Regions from separate parts of the Mus musculus genome. Here all the other regions are linked to region 1. Evidence: chromatin contacts called from public Hi-C and HiChIP or PLAC-seq data. All regions are on one chromosome and are shown on one strand. Each heading gives the region's core, a stretch centred on a gene start, on an enhancer-like site or on the middle of the called end of the contact. The rest is flanking DNA. Distances are from core to core; before and after follow the strand shown. Region 1 holds the start of St3gal6 (ST3 beta-galactoside alpha-2,3-sialyltransferase 6). Region 2 has its middle 110 kb from the start of 4930461C15Rik. Region 3 has its middle 15 kb from the start of Gpr15.

Region 1 (4,280 bases), core at 1,215-3,714:
TCTCTGTAGCCTTGCATCCCAGGGCAGCTCCCATCCTCTCCATACCAACTCTAGACCTACTTCCACAACCTGGAAGTCAGGAATGACCCTCTAGCTTTGGGGGAAATATCTAGCTTTCTTGTATTTCATCTGGAGGCCTTAATTCTTACCATGTTAAAAGAAAACAAAAATCCTTCCATTCTTATGGGATAAAAGGCACATAAATGAATAGTCTTTCGAGTTTTTACCTGCTACTGAAAAACAAACAAACAAACAAACAAACAAACCAATGTCATCTACGTACTTTGTATGAGAAGGAGAGAGAATGGGGGAGAACAGGACCTTTTCACACTGGCTTTCAATATTCATGATGAGAAAAACTTCCTAAGAGCTGATTGCTTTCCTCCTCCTTTTTTTTTTTTTTTTTTTTCTCAACTTCCCACAAAAGGAACTCCCCTAGTGTCTGACCAGAAAGTGTGGCAAGGAGAGATAGTTCAGCAACTCTTACTTTGGGTGACCAAGAAAAGAAATTCAGACGTGGGAGAAAACAGATTGTTATTCTCTCTCACCCTCATTACTTCTCTCCGAGAACCTTTTCCTTAGCCCGAGGGTACAGCAGTCAAGTTCTTGATCAAGTTTGAGGTGACTACAATGAGTGGCGTTGCCATCAGGAAAGAGTTCCTGCCACCACAAAAACTGAGACAATCCTGTTTCTGGCACCATGGTATGGAACCATAAAGACTGACATATAGAATGCCCTGTGTACTATTTTGTCACATGCCAACCTTGCTCCGTGTCATAAAATACAACTTTTGGGAAAACAGATCAGAATCATACAGACATTTTCCATAAAAGTTCCCTTGATCCCAAATCGCCATTATCTAAGGTGCCTCTGAAACAGATAACCTTATTCAAAGTCAAACTAACTATCTAAGGCATTATTATTATTTTTATTTATTTATTTATTTTTCTGATCTTGCTTTCAAAAGCAATCTTTTGTGACACTTAAAGCCTTGATTGATCAGAGCTTCCCAAATATTTCACATCACCATGTCGATAAAAAGATAGCTCCGTGGTTAGAAGCTGGAAGGAAATTCTGGATTTGAAGACCGGGAAAGTCAAATCGTCAGGGTAGCCTAATAGGGAGGCATGGCCATCTGAGGGCATACTGAAGAAGCCTGAAGGTCGGCACGTCAGGGCACTGGAGCCATTAAGGACCTGCTATTTTCTAAACCATCCACTATTCATGGCATTAAGGTGTTTCTCTTAAAAACAAACTTGACTCCTGAATTTGAAATCTACGTGGTTTCTAATAGGCTAGCACCTACCATGTCCTTCCTGTCCCATCACCTTTAAACACAATTCTTCACACCCTGGCTGCCCTTCTCCTGGCTTCCTCTAAGGATCCCTAAAAGGCACTTGGAGTTTCTTTATTTTCTAGAAATCGCTTTTTATAGATTTTTCTTTTAAATCAAAATAACAGTGCGCAAGGAAGGGGCTAAGCCCACGAGAGCTCCCTAGGCAACGACCGCAAAATAGCAAGTTTCTTCTCTCTTCTCTTAAAAATTCACAGCAGCCAAAACTGCAGTTTTCTCACCGTTGCCCTTCAGTCCAAACAAACTGTCTCGGCTTTTTGTTAGGTTTAGTTTTATTGTACCAAGAAAGATTTCTTGGAAAACTCAGTAAGGTAAAAAAGAACCTTCCAGGCTCATTCACCCTTCCTCGCTTACAGACCCTTTCAGAAATAATGGTGATCGAGGAACCATGCTCTCCTGTGGGTCTCCCACTGCATAGATTGGGGGCGATCCAGGAGAGCAGAGTCCTAGCGCCCCGGAGCACCACTCTCTCTGGGTTCTCCCTAGCAGCTCTGGGACCCTACAGGAGAGCTCCTGGCTGGTCACCCCGCACACCCTGCTGCCTGGAGGATCTCAGGGCCCCAAGGTTCCCTCATCGCTCCGGTGATTTAGCAGAGGACGAAGGGTCTGAGAGCGCGCAGAGTCCCCTTCCCTACTCCGCAGCGGTTGCAGAATCGGAGTGCCTGGGCAGCATCCCAAATCCCATGCTGGGTCGGGGAACGCAGTCTTCCCCGCACCCCCAGCTAAGCAGACCCGCAGCGTGGCCAGCCGCAGAGTTACCTGCCGAGGCCCGAGCTCGGCCACCGCAGAGGCATGCACAGGGCTCTCCGCAGCGCGCTTCTGTCTGTCCCGTGGCGTCTGCAGCATCGGGTCCCGAGCAGGCGGCGAGCGGAAGCCTGAGCTAGCGGGGTGACAAGAACGCGATCCCTTCCCTCCACCCCTACCCCCGATGTGGCGAAGGAGCAGAGCGGAGCGAGGCGCAGTGTGGCCCGGAGGCTGAGACCGCCAACGTTCCCCTTACAGCTCTCAGCGCCGGACTCTGGGTCCCCCGGCGGCTGTGTGCTACGCCGCGGGAAGCTCCTCCTTATTGCTGGCGCCAGATGCTCGGTGGCCGCCGCCCCCAAGTTCCTGCCGAAAAGTGCTGCCCGGTGGCTGCCGGTGGGCTCAGAGACCCCCGGGGCGGTAGCCGTGCTCTCTGGCTCCTACCTTTAGGGCGGGGCGGTCACCAGCCGCTTGCTCTCGCTGGGAGTCCCCGACAGGAAAATCACTGCGAAGGGAGGGCCGGGAAAGGGCGGCGGGTGGCTTCAGGACAAGGTAGGAGGATTGATTTCCAGAGCCAAGAAGACACTCCCATCCTGCCCCGGTTTGTTGGGAAAGCTGCGGGAGCAAAGGCGGGAGGCTGTAAGGGGCTCTCCTTTCAGGCGCTTATGGGAGGCAGAAAGCAACAGAGTTTAGTTTCACCCTGGACTGTCTGTGACATCAGACACAGTGGGTAATTTGGTCTCTAGCTGAAAGGGAGAGGTGTTCACAAAGCTACACAATTTCCTGCCTCTGCTCTTCAAAGACAAAAGTGTTAGCGGAGTAGGTGTAGACATATATATAGTTCATCTTATATTTTAAAAAGACGTTACCTCAGAAAGAATGAAAGGGGCACTTCTTCACTCCTTTCCTCGTTTCTTCTTTCCTTTTCTTCCTTTCTTCTTCCCTCCCTCTCTCCCTATCCTTTCTTTCTGTAGCCTTCACTAGGAAAAAGTTTGTATTAAGAAAGCCCTCAGACTTGCATAGCTCTGAATGCTTTTTAAAAATCAGTGTCTGGTCAAATACTCACATGCAATCAAATGACCTCCATCCACCTCCGGGAGAGAAGCGCTACTGTCTGGGAGGAAAGGAGCTGGGTGTAACTCAAAGCTGACAGTGTGTCAAGTGGCAGCGAAGTCCTCCCACTCGTGTGATGGACCTTCTAGTATTTTCCTTAATTATACCAACAGCCCTAGGAAGTTGCACTTGTTTTTCCAATCCAAACATGGAAAGGGCTCAAACCATTCCGATTCTTACCCTTTCTACAGATTACCTTTGACATAACTCACATAGCTTTTGTAATTATATGCTTGGCTCTTGGAACACCAGGGTAGTCAAAAAAAAAAAAAAAAAAGTCCTGGAATTTGTCCATCTAGATAAATTTTCTGGAAAACTACCACAAACTTTTAGAGTTTCTGCTGAGTTCTCCCATGCTCTCTTCATGATCTTCAAAATGAAACCCGCATTTTGCTTTATTCCTCCTGACCTCCTAGGTTTTGTGTGCTCGATTTGTTTTTGACCGCACTTCCCTGTGTAATCTAGGTTGGCATGGAAATCTCGGTTCCCTTTTTTCAGACTCTGAAGTCCCTGGATACCCATCTGTGTAGTGGTGCGATGGGGAGGGGCATTCCTAGATTCTCCTCCGTTTTGCTTTTGTTGTGTTGTTGCTTTTATACAAGGTTGTTTTGTTTTGTTTTTTTTTATCTTGCTGTGTAACCGAAGCTGGCTTCTGACTCTTGATAATCCTCCTGCCTCATCCTTCCAACTGCTGATACTACCTGAATACACTATACTCCTCCTAGATTGTGTGTGTGTGTGTGTGTGTGTGTGTGAGAGAGAGAGAGAGAGAGAGAGAGAGAGAGAGAGAGAGAGAGAGAGAGATTGATTTACCATGTGGTTGCTGGGAATTGAACTCAGAACCTCTGGAAGAGCAGAGAGGACTCTAACCAATGAGCCATCTCTCTAGTCCCACTGCCTAGATTTTTTTTTAATCCTGCAAAGAAATATGCTAAGGGAGGAGGACAGGAGCTGCACTTAGGTAACCACCATGACTTTGCATATTCTGCAAAGTTTAGCTGTAACCTACTCACCTGCCTTGGACTCCTCCGACTCCTTCAACAAACCTCTAGCTCCAAAATTATTTACATT
Region 2 (4,280 bases), core at 1,228-3,727, 220 kb before region 1:
AGTAGTCACAGGAGGGTACGAACCCCCACCTCTTAGTACAAGGAATGAAGTGTGAAGTTAATGGGGTCCTACCAAAGGCAGAGGTCCTGTGGTCCTGAACCATGACCCTTTTCTATATAGTGGTGTTGTTTCATAAAGACTACTTGTTGTTTCTATCAGTGATATCATTATGTAAGACTTACTTGGAAAATCTTATTGGTTTAGAATTTGCAATTTACATAATTGTCTTTCTTAAACAGGAAAGATACCCTTGGCTGTTCCTATCAAGCAAGTCCACCATTATTTTTCAGGCTCAGTGATCATATTGTTTATATTCATGTCTGCTTATTAAATAAATGACTTTGCATCTACAGTTTAGACATCTTACAGCAAACATACTTATCTCCGACTATTTCCACTCATTGTAATGATCCAGTGGTTCAGCTGAAAGTGTCTTGGTGTAGTCTCAGTCACAATAAGATGCTCTTCTGTTTTGGTCATCGATTGACTTATAACACAATTGCACACACTTCTTGCAAACGTCATTGAAGCCGGTCATATTTTCTTTCACAGGCTGCCGCACGTTTCTAGGAAGTGAATTCGTAGGATATGGTCCTGCCAGTTCCTCAATCTGACATGCTTGAAATGCTTGCACAGTCTCATATCCCAAGCAGGGAATCCCATCCATTGCTTCACTCTTTTCTCTGCAAGGCTTTTTATAAGAGTGTTTCTTTTGTCTTTGTGTGATGCTTCTGTTTTCTTCATTTTCTGTTTTTCTCCTTGGTTGTCCATTAAAATTCTATATTCTTAGCTTGTTAAAACTCCTTCTCACTTATTTTATATCCCAGAAAGACTTTGTGATTAAAATACATATTATACAAAGCAAAATAATCTGATTTATTTCTGCATATCACCCAGGGATCTTTCTACTGGGTCATTAAAGGATAAAAACGTATCTACGTAGCTTTTAATGGCTACTGTGAAATGCTAACAGGAAGCTTAGATCCAATCTGCATGATTCATGGCTCAGCTATCCTTTGTTCACTAAAATAACAAACTGTAATAATTGGTACCTATTATTACTTTACAGATTCAAACTATACCCAAAGACACTGTTACACAATACTGATATGCACCCAAACAGAAAGGCTGTACACATACGAGATTTAATCAACCAAGGGTAGAAAATACTCAGAAGATAATGGCATCTTTATTAAACATGCAAAGACTTGTTTCCCTGAACACCACTCACGAGCAAAAATTTTACATTTGTGACACAGAGCTCGAGGTGATCACGCTACGATCTTTAGTTTTCATAACCGAGTTTTCATAAGTTTCATAACTTATCCAAAAAAAAATTAGTATCACTCAGATGACAAATGGCACAGGTAGAAATTAAACTAAGGTCCTTCTGGGTCTGGAACTCATGAAAGATTTTTTAAAAAGACTTATTTATCTAATGTATTATATGCACTATTTAATGTAATGTGTGTGTGGGGGGGGTGCACTGTGTGCATGTCTGTCTGCATAGCAAAAGACGGCATCAGATCCCATTATTGATGGCTGTGAGCTGCCATGTGGGAACTGGGAATTGAACTCAGGACCTCTGGAAGAACCGCCAGTGCTCTTAACCATTGAGCCATCTCTCAAGACAGAAAGACATTGAATGTTCCCAGATGCAAGGGTCTTTGGACTATGAGACTGACAATATGTAATAGTATTCTGTACCTCCACAATTCCATGGCTTTTTGTTTAAGACTACAATTTAATTACATTTCTCCTTTCCCTTTTTAACCTCCAAACCTTCCCATATACCCCTGCCAGCTCTTCAAATTCAAGGCCTCTTTTTTCTTTAATTGTTATTACGTACATATATGTATTTGTATATACACACATATGCATACATATATTAATATAATTATATAATAACATAATACATTAATATATATTATAATATATTACACATGTAATATATATTTATTTAGGAATACACATATATATTCCTAAATAAGACCTGAGTAAAAAGCCTATCAAGTTCAATTTGTGTTGTCTATACTGCTAGAGAATTCACTGGAGAGTGAAAAACCTACCAGGAGCCTAACCCATAAAGAAAACTAATTCCTCCTCCCCCAGAAGCCGTTACTCTCCACAGCTCCTCAGTTGGGGTGGAGACTCATGGTCTCCCTCCCACTCCTTGATAGAATGTATGTAATCTTTTGGCCAACTAGAATGCTGATTTCACAGAGCTCAGCTTAATAGAGATGAACGACGCCATGCAAGATGTAAGCTCCATCTATGTTATCTATCATTTTTTTTTCATTTGAGATGATAATCAAATGAATCCTTGTCTTAAAACACATGAAAAAAAACGTGGTGAAATCAGAAGAAAAATTTATGTGTTTTAAAACAAGTTTTAAACATGTCTCATCCTGTCTCAGCAGAGATGACATCACTGTTCCTCAATGGGGAGGACTGGTCACATGGGAGACCCTGTTTTTATTGTGATCAGCTGCAGTCCGTCAGCAAGCATGACCTCATCTGCAGCTGAAAAGGTTTGACCTTTGACCCTTTAGGCTTGTGAAACAGAAGAAGAAGAAAAAAAAAATCCTTCACAGACTGAAAATTTTAAAGCCGAGGTCCTTCAGCCTAGTTGAGTTCACCGGGCTGTGTTAAGTACAAGCGCTCAGACTTCATGATGTAAAAGCAATTAAAGAAGGAACAGTGAGAAGCCAGGGAGTCAGGGCGGGCCCTTTGGCATCTCCCAGTAAGACTAGAAAAATATGTTTTGCATTTTACAATAACAAAAGATAAGAGATGAGTGTTTTTGAAAAATGCTGCTTTTACTAATTTTCCAGGAGAAGACGTGAGATATGAGAACTCAAATTCACTATAATCGGTTCCCTAGGATACTATTGTAGGCCTAATCAAATCAAGGAAGCTTACCAAACGAACGCATTAATTGCTTAGAGGTTTGCGGGGGGGGGGGGGGGTTGGTATTTTTGGGTGTTGTGTCTTGTTTTGTTTATGGTATGACATGCTCTGGAGCTACATTTTTTTAGCTGATGCCATGGTATCAAAGAGTTCACAATAAACACTAAACTCACCCATGTCCGGGAATGTGTTGAAGGCCACCCCAAAACTTCCTACTTCTTTTTTTTTTCCTTTTTTTCACTTTCTCATTGTTTTTTTTTTAATTTACATTCAGATGTTATTCCCCTTCCTCATTTTCCCTCTACAAGCCCCCATCCCCTCCCCCTCCCCCTGCCTCTATGAGGGTGCTCCCCCACACACTCTTGACTCAGTGCCCTAGCATTCCCCTACCCTGGGTCACTGAGCCTCCACAGGACCAAGGGGCTCTCCTCCCTGTGATGCCCACCACTAAAGCCATCCTCTTCTACATATCCAGCTGAAGCCATGGGTCCTTCCATGTGTACTCTTTGGTTGGTGATTTAGTTCCTGGGAGATTTTTTTTTGGGGGGGGGGGTGTCTGGTTGGTTGATATTGTTGTTCTTCTTGTGGGGTTACAAATCCCTTCAGCTCCTACAATTCTTGCCCTAATTCCTCTATTTGGGTCCCTGAGCTCAGTCATCTAGCTGTGTACATCTGCATCTGTATTGGTCAGGCTCTGGCAGAGCCTCACAGGGGACAGCTATTAACAGGCTTCTTGGTATCATCAATAGTGTCTGGGTTTGGTGTCTGAAGATGGGATGGATCCCTAGGTGGGGCGGTCTCTAGTTGTTCTTACCTACTGTGCGTGCTTCTACAGACTGAAAAACTCCAGGTTTCAGGTTCCCTTCTGCTCAAAACTATAGGAACCAGAAATTCTAATATTTGGGGGAAGACTGGTGACATGCATGCTTTGATTTAATACTCTTGGCCATGATGACTAGAAGCTCTTAAAGTCGATTTTAAGGGTAACTCACTAAAATAGAAAAATTGTTACCATCTTCTGGCCGGTAATTGTTAATCAATATCTTTCAAATCAAAGAGCCTTGGGAAGCAGACTCTTCATGTTCACTAGCAACTAATTGAAGAGATGGAACCCTTCCAAAAGGGTGCTAGAATACGAAATGAGAGTCCTGAGGGATACCTCATTCAGGTAAGAAGGGCAGTTCATTATTCTAACTCTCTACTGGGCAGTTACCCAAGACCTTGATGCTTCCTGAGGAATTTTTATCTTTCCTAGAATGTCCCACTCACTGAATAGAATGAGAACTCATCCCACACCCCCACTTCCACCCCCAACCTTATCCGCATCCCCATTGTGCAGGCTGAAACACTGAGACCAATTAGTTTCCAAG
Region 3 (4,280 bases), core at 1,056-3,555, 180 kb after region 1:
TCAGGGGCTCCCTGGTAATCTAAGGCTCTCTGGAATCTTACACTAGCTTGCTGGTTTATTTTTTGTTTCACACAAACTGTTAGTAACTCCTCAGTGAAAAAGACCAATAGCTGAGGAGTGAGGGAGTTGAAAAGAAAGAATACAAAGGATGTTTAGTGCAGCGAACCACTCTGTGGCTTATAATGCTGATGCCCCAAAACATGCAATATATAATGTGACATGTGAACCCCAAGCTGCTCTATGAGACTAAATGGGAGAGACATGGCAATGTATGTCCATCGGTTGCAATGGATTTACCTCAAACTGGCTGCTGGGAGGTAAATAACAGAGAGGTTATGAGTGCACCTCCCTGCAGTCTTTTGGGGAGCTAAACTTTCTGTATAAAATAAAGCCTTCATTAAAACCATACCAAAATACCACCTCCAATCCTTTGTTACTTGGAAGTGCAGATGGCCTATGAAAGAGTCAAGTGCTAAAGTCCAAAAAAGACAAAAATCGTTGTAGGGAGAAGAAAGCCATAAGCTGCTGGGCTAAAGGCTCTGGCTCTGGCTCTGGATGGGTGTGAGAGCTGGTGTGATCTACAGTTTTCTCACAGATCGCCAGGGGGGGAGGGGGCAACCCCCAGAGTCAAGAGGAAACACTGATTGAAGGCATCGGCTCTGGGTCCTGGCCATGGCTGGATTACTTCCTGTGTGAGTGATTGTGAGAACGCCCCGAGACTTATTTTTCTTACCTGAGTGACAAGTATCTTCCCAGCACAGTGAAGGAGGCTCTGCAGTACAGTACATCCTCTGCTCTTTGCTCTGAAGTGATGCCAAGATTTTGGTTATTACTCACAAAGAGAACGATGCCCCTGAAGCATGCAAGCCGCAGACATGCATTGAGGTCTGCCTGCCTGGATTCTGCCAGTTTGTCTCTGCTTGTCCCTGAATGGGATGCGCTTACCTTCCCATCTATAAGACTGAAGAATTAGTTTATCTTATTGTTTTAAGGACAACTTAGATATGTCTGGAACATATTTAGTGAAGTACATTTATCCATTTTACCCCAGTAAATGACCCACGAAAGCTGTGCTCTTTCTTTTCCAAGTGTGGCACAACATCAGAAACCTGTCTCTGCCATTTATTTTAGCTCAGGCTAAATTAATGCCCCCATTGCTCCAGGAGAGAGGGAAGCTGACTTCTTCCGTGTTTCCTTGCTGTATGATCACTTCCTTCTTTTAGCTCATTGGTGTCTGATGACGATGGAAACCTCCTCCCACTCTCTTTGATGTTTTAATAAATAAATCTAAATAAACGGACCATAGACAGACTGACCAGAGAAAAACCATTTAAATTGCACGCATGCACAAACGTCCCGCAGACATGATACATGACGAACAGCTCATATTTGCAGGTAAGCACCCTGAGGATGAAGAGAGTAGGAGCTTGGAGCATCTTCAAGAAGATTGAGATGGAGCCTGTGCTGAGCCAGTGGAATGGAAACAAGGCCGATTTGCTACACAGACAAGTTGTGTCTGAGCATCTCTCTGAAGACCTGGTGACAGTCTGTGACAGAGCCTGCCTGTCACAGTAGACGGTGTATCTTCCATCTTTTCTGCAATGTAATTTGCTTTCTTCCACATGGAGGCAATTCCTTCAGAGGGGACTCAGGACAATGGCAGTGACTTGTGCATCTTTTGGCATATGAAACATGTCAGGAAAAGCTTCTCCCCACACCTTGAGAGAATAGGGAGTTAGAGTGAGAGGGCAGAAGGTTACAGACCTTGGTTCCGAGGTCTTCCTATTCTGCTTAGCTCAAAGTTTTCAGCATGCTCAAGTGACATACTTGGGGTATTACTTCTCGAACCCCAGCAATCTCTAGGACAGACATGTGACATTTTTATCCTATTGCTCTATTAGAGTTGTATCTATTTGAGAGGAAGTAAACCACAAGGGGATCTTTGGACAATTAAAAGCTGTGTGTTACATTTAGAAAAGGAGAGAACTTTAAAAATACGAAGATAAATTCTGCAGTGAGGGGAGTGGTGGAAATCCCGATTGTTCATTACTAGTGTTACATTTTTATAAAAAGATGTTTATTCTCTTCTTCTTGACCATGTTTTCATTTGACACCTGTCTTCTTGGGTGGAAATAGCCTTTCTATGAAGCCCCTGGGAGTAGAGGAGTGGGGAGTTTCTGCTCCTTGCGTGTGATTGCTTTCCTTTGTTAAGTAATGAGATCAGTCAGCATGTCACACTTTACTCTCCAGTGATGGCCACCACCTCTCGATTTCATGAGAAACGATAAAACAAATGAGTCACCCCAAGGGTGCTTCAAGAATGGCACGCTAGGCTCAGGCTGGCCCCACCTCCTCTGTAGCTGAAGAGGTTCCAGAAAAAGCCTTCTGGGATGCTTCTCCCACTTCCCTCTCTTTCTCTCTTCTTGCCTCTCATTTGTCTTTCTGGATTCCACAGAACTGTTTTAACTGGCAAATATGAATCTTATTTGAAATATGAAAAGCAGTACTCTGTGACTTTTTGTCGTTTAAGGTACATTTCTGCACATACAGACAAGGCATTTTGAAAAGAGGAGGGCAGAGGTGTTTACTCTTAATTCGCAGTCGCCCCGGGTGACCTGGTCCAATTTTAGAAAACTCTGCTTAGCCTGCATTCTGTTTCCTCTTCCTTCTGAGATAAACTTGGCTTAGGTGAGTGTTTTCATAACCCTTGCCCTGTGTTTTAGCCACGGTTGCTTTCTTATCTTTTAAATTACAACCATTCTTTGTTTAAATGCTTGGAATGTTTCACAGTTAAATCACTCTCATAAGTCACGGGAGAAACACAAAAATACAGTGTGGAGTGACTCCAAATGGGACTCAGTTCTAAACCACTTTATAAGATCAGATTTGTAAATAATCACCTGCTTATAAAGGAGATGGTTGGTCACATAAGAAGAGAGTAGGGAAGGATTTTTTCTTATTGCTCAGTTCATGTATCCTTTGGGAGGAAAGCAAACCAATAGTGCTTTGGATTCCCTTAGCCCTAAGCCCTATTCCAAAGTGTTTTTTTTTTTTTCTTATCTCCTGATTTTATTGTATAAGCCTGGATAGAGTGAGTCTTTGAACACAGGAGATTTGGAAATTAGGATGGTGCATGAGAGTGCTAGAAACTGGAGAAAATTCTATAGCCCAGTAGAGAAGGATAGCAAAAACCAACACAATTTTGATCAAGGAAGCAGGTAACATCCTGGCCCAACTGCTTATTTTTTTCTTTTTATGAAAATTCTTTAAGATTACTTAGACCACAGTGTTTAGATAGGTTAGCATCTTGATGATCAGCTGAATAAATGAAGACACACAAGACGAATGTTGCCAGATGGCTTAAGGTGGAGCACATTTATAGTCCATCTACTCTAATCCTACCAGTTTCAGACCTGGGGTTAATACCCATGGTGACTGCTGGTTTCCTTCTAAACAGGTTCTAACATTTAGGAACAACTTCCACAGAACACTTTTAGTGACTTGTCAGTATTTGACTTAGTAATGCTGCATATTTGAGAACAGAAAAATAAAGGACGATGTTTTCTGTCATGTAACTATCCTCATTCTTCTCTCAACTAGTCCCCTGCTACACATTGTGTGTCACAAAGCTTTTATTTTAAATGTCTTAGACAGGCTTTAAACTTACTTTCCCTCAAGATGTGGTATATGATTAATATTAAAGCAATGGCACCCTCCTATTTTATATACTTTCTACTCCAGTTGAACCCCAATCTCACTAGGAAGTTGAAAAACACTGGCTTAGGTTATAAGCCCTAAGCCTGTAAGAAGACACATTGCTTTGCAGAGTATTTATAGCAAGCACTATGACCTTCTTGAAGGCTGGATGTTAATTAGTTATGACTACTTCTTAATTCAGGGGTGACACAGATGAGCAGGAACAGATAGCAAAGGCTGGTTTATTAGCAATGCTGAGAGAAGGCTAATTACTGGGCATATGTTATTACTCTGTGGAAATGGATTTATTGCAAGGGACCCTGCCAAAGCCTTTGTAGTCTGTATTACTGAGGGGTTTAAAGGCCCATGTTAAATGAGGAAGGAAGCAGAAGCCAATACCCTTTGGCCAATAGACACTGCTCACAGAGAAAAAGTCTACTGACTGTATTTTACCATTTGCAGAAACCAGTACAGCTGGTTAGTCACACCCATGGAGCAGAGGCATGGAGAATGGAAGCCCTTTGCTGCATCATTTGCCAATCTGGCTTAGTTAGAACTTGGAGAAAACTTAGCTTATTCTTTTG

The links. Hi-C and Micro-C count contacts between places; a contact is called where the count stands out from the background. HiChIP or PLAC-seq counts read pairs in DNA pulled down with a chosen protein or histone mark.
Region 2: a contact with region 1 is called in a Hi-C map of uterus, with 2.8 times the contacts expected there. The contact joins the enhancer-like site here to the promoter of St3gal6 in region 1. A contact is called at or near these places in 7 of 39 promoter capture datasets (the 3T3-L1 cell line, 3T3-L1-derived adipocytes, embryonic stem cells and 3 more), 8 of 484 Hi-C or Micro-C datasets (the HL-1 cell line, brown adipocytes, liver and 3 more), 1 of 115 datasets of contacts at active chromatin or transcription factors (fibro-adipogenic progenitors) and 1 of 9 other capture datasets (adipose tissue).
Region 3: a contact with region 1 is called in a BATF HiChIP or PLAC-seq map of CD8 T cells, with 7 read pairs. The contact joins the enhancer-like site here to the promoter of St3gal6 in region 1. A contact is called at or near these places in 3 of 39 promoter capture datasets (the HPC-7 cell line, liver and stem cell-derived epiblast-like cells), 1 of 15 datasets of contacts at CTCF or cohesin (CD8 T cells), 3 of 484 Hi-C or Micro-C datasets (B cells, group 2 innate lymphoid cells and neural progenitor cells), 5 of 115 datasets of contacts at active chromatin or transcription factors (CD8 T cells, effector CD8 T cells, memory CD8 T cells and 2 more) and 2 of 9 other capture datasets (adipose tissue and liver).

The regions. Positions count from the first base shown.
Region 1 is chr16:58,520,962-58,525,241 of GRCm38.p6, forward strand. It overlaps St3gal6 (ST3 beta-galactoside alpha-2,3-sialyltransferase 6), which reads right to left and starts at 2,465. Exons shown (of 11, transcript NM_018784.3): 1 at 2,115-2,465.
Region 2 is chr16:58,301,179-58,305,458 of GRCm38.p6, forward strand. No RefSeq gene overlaps it. Among named protein-coding and RNA genes, the nearest start is that of 4930461C15Rik, 110 kb to the right of the region's middle. Within about 2 kb of position 2,478, at least 29 of the 459 cell types and tissues checked have an H3K27ac peak or open chromatin away from gene starts, as enhancers often do. A contact at or near this core is called in adipose tissue, fibro-adipogenic progenitors and uterus, where this site is marked.
Region 3 is chr16:58,701,271-58,705,550 of GRCm38.p6, forward strand. No RefSeq gene overlaps it. Among named protein-coding and RNA genes, the nearest start is that of Gpr15, 15 kb to the right of the region's middle. Within about 2 kb of position 2,306, at least 81 of the 459 cell types and tissues checked have an H3K27ac peak or open chromatin away from gene starts, as enhancers often do. A contact at or near this core is called in B cells, CD8 T cells, adipose tissue and 5 more, where this site is marked.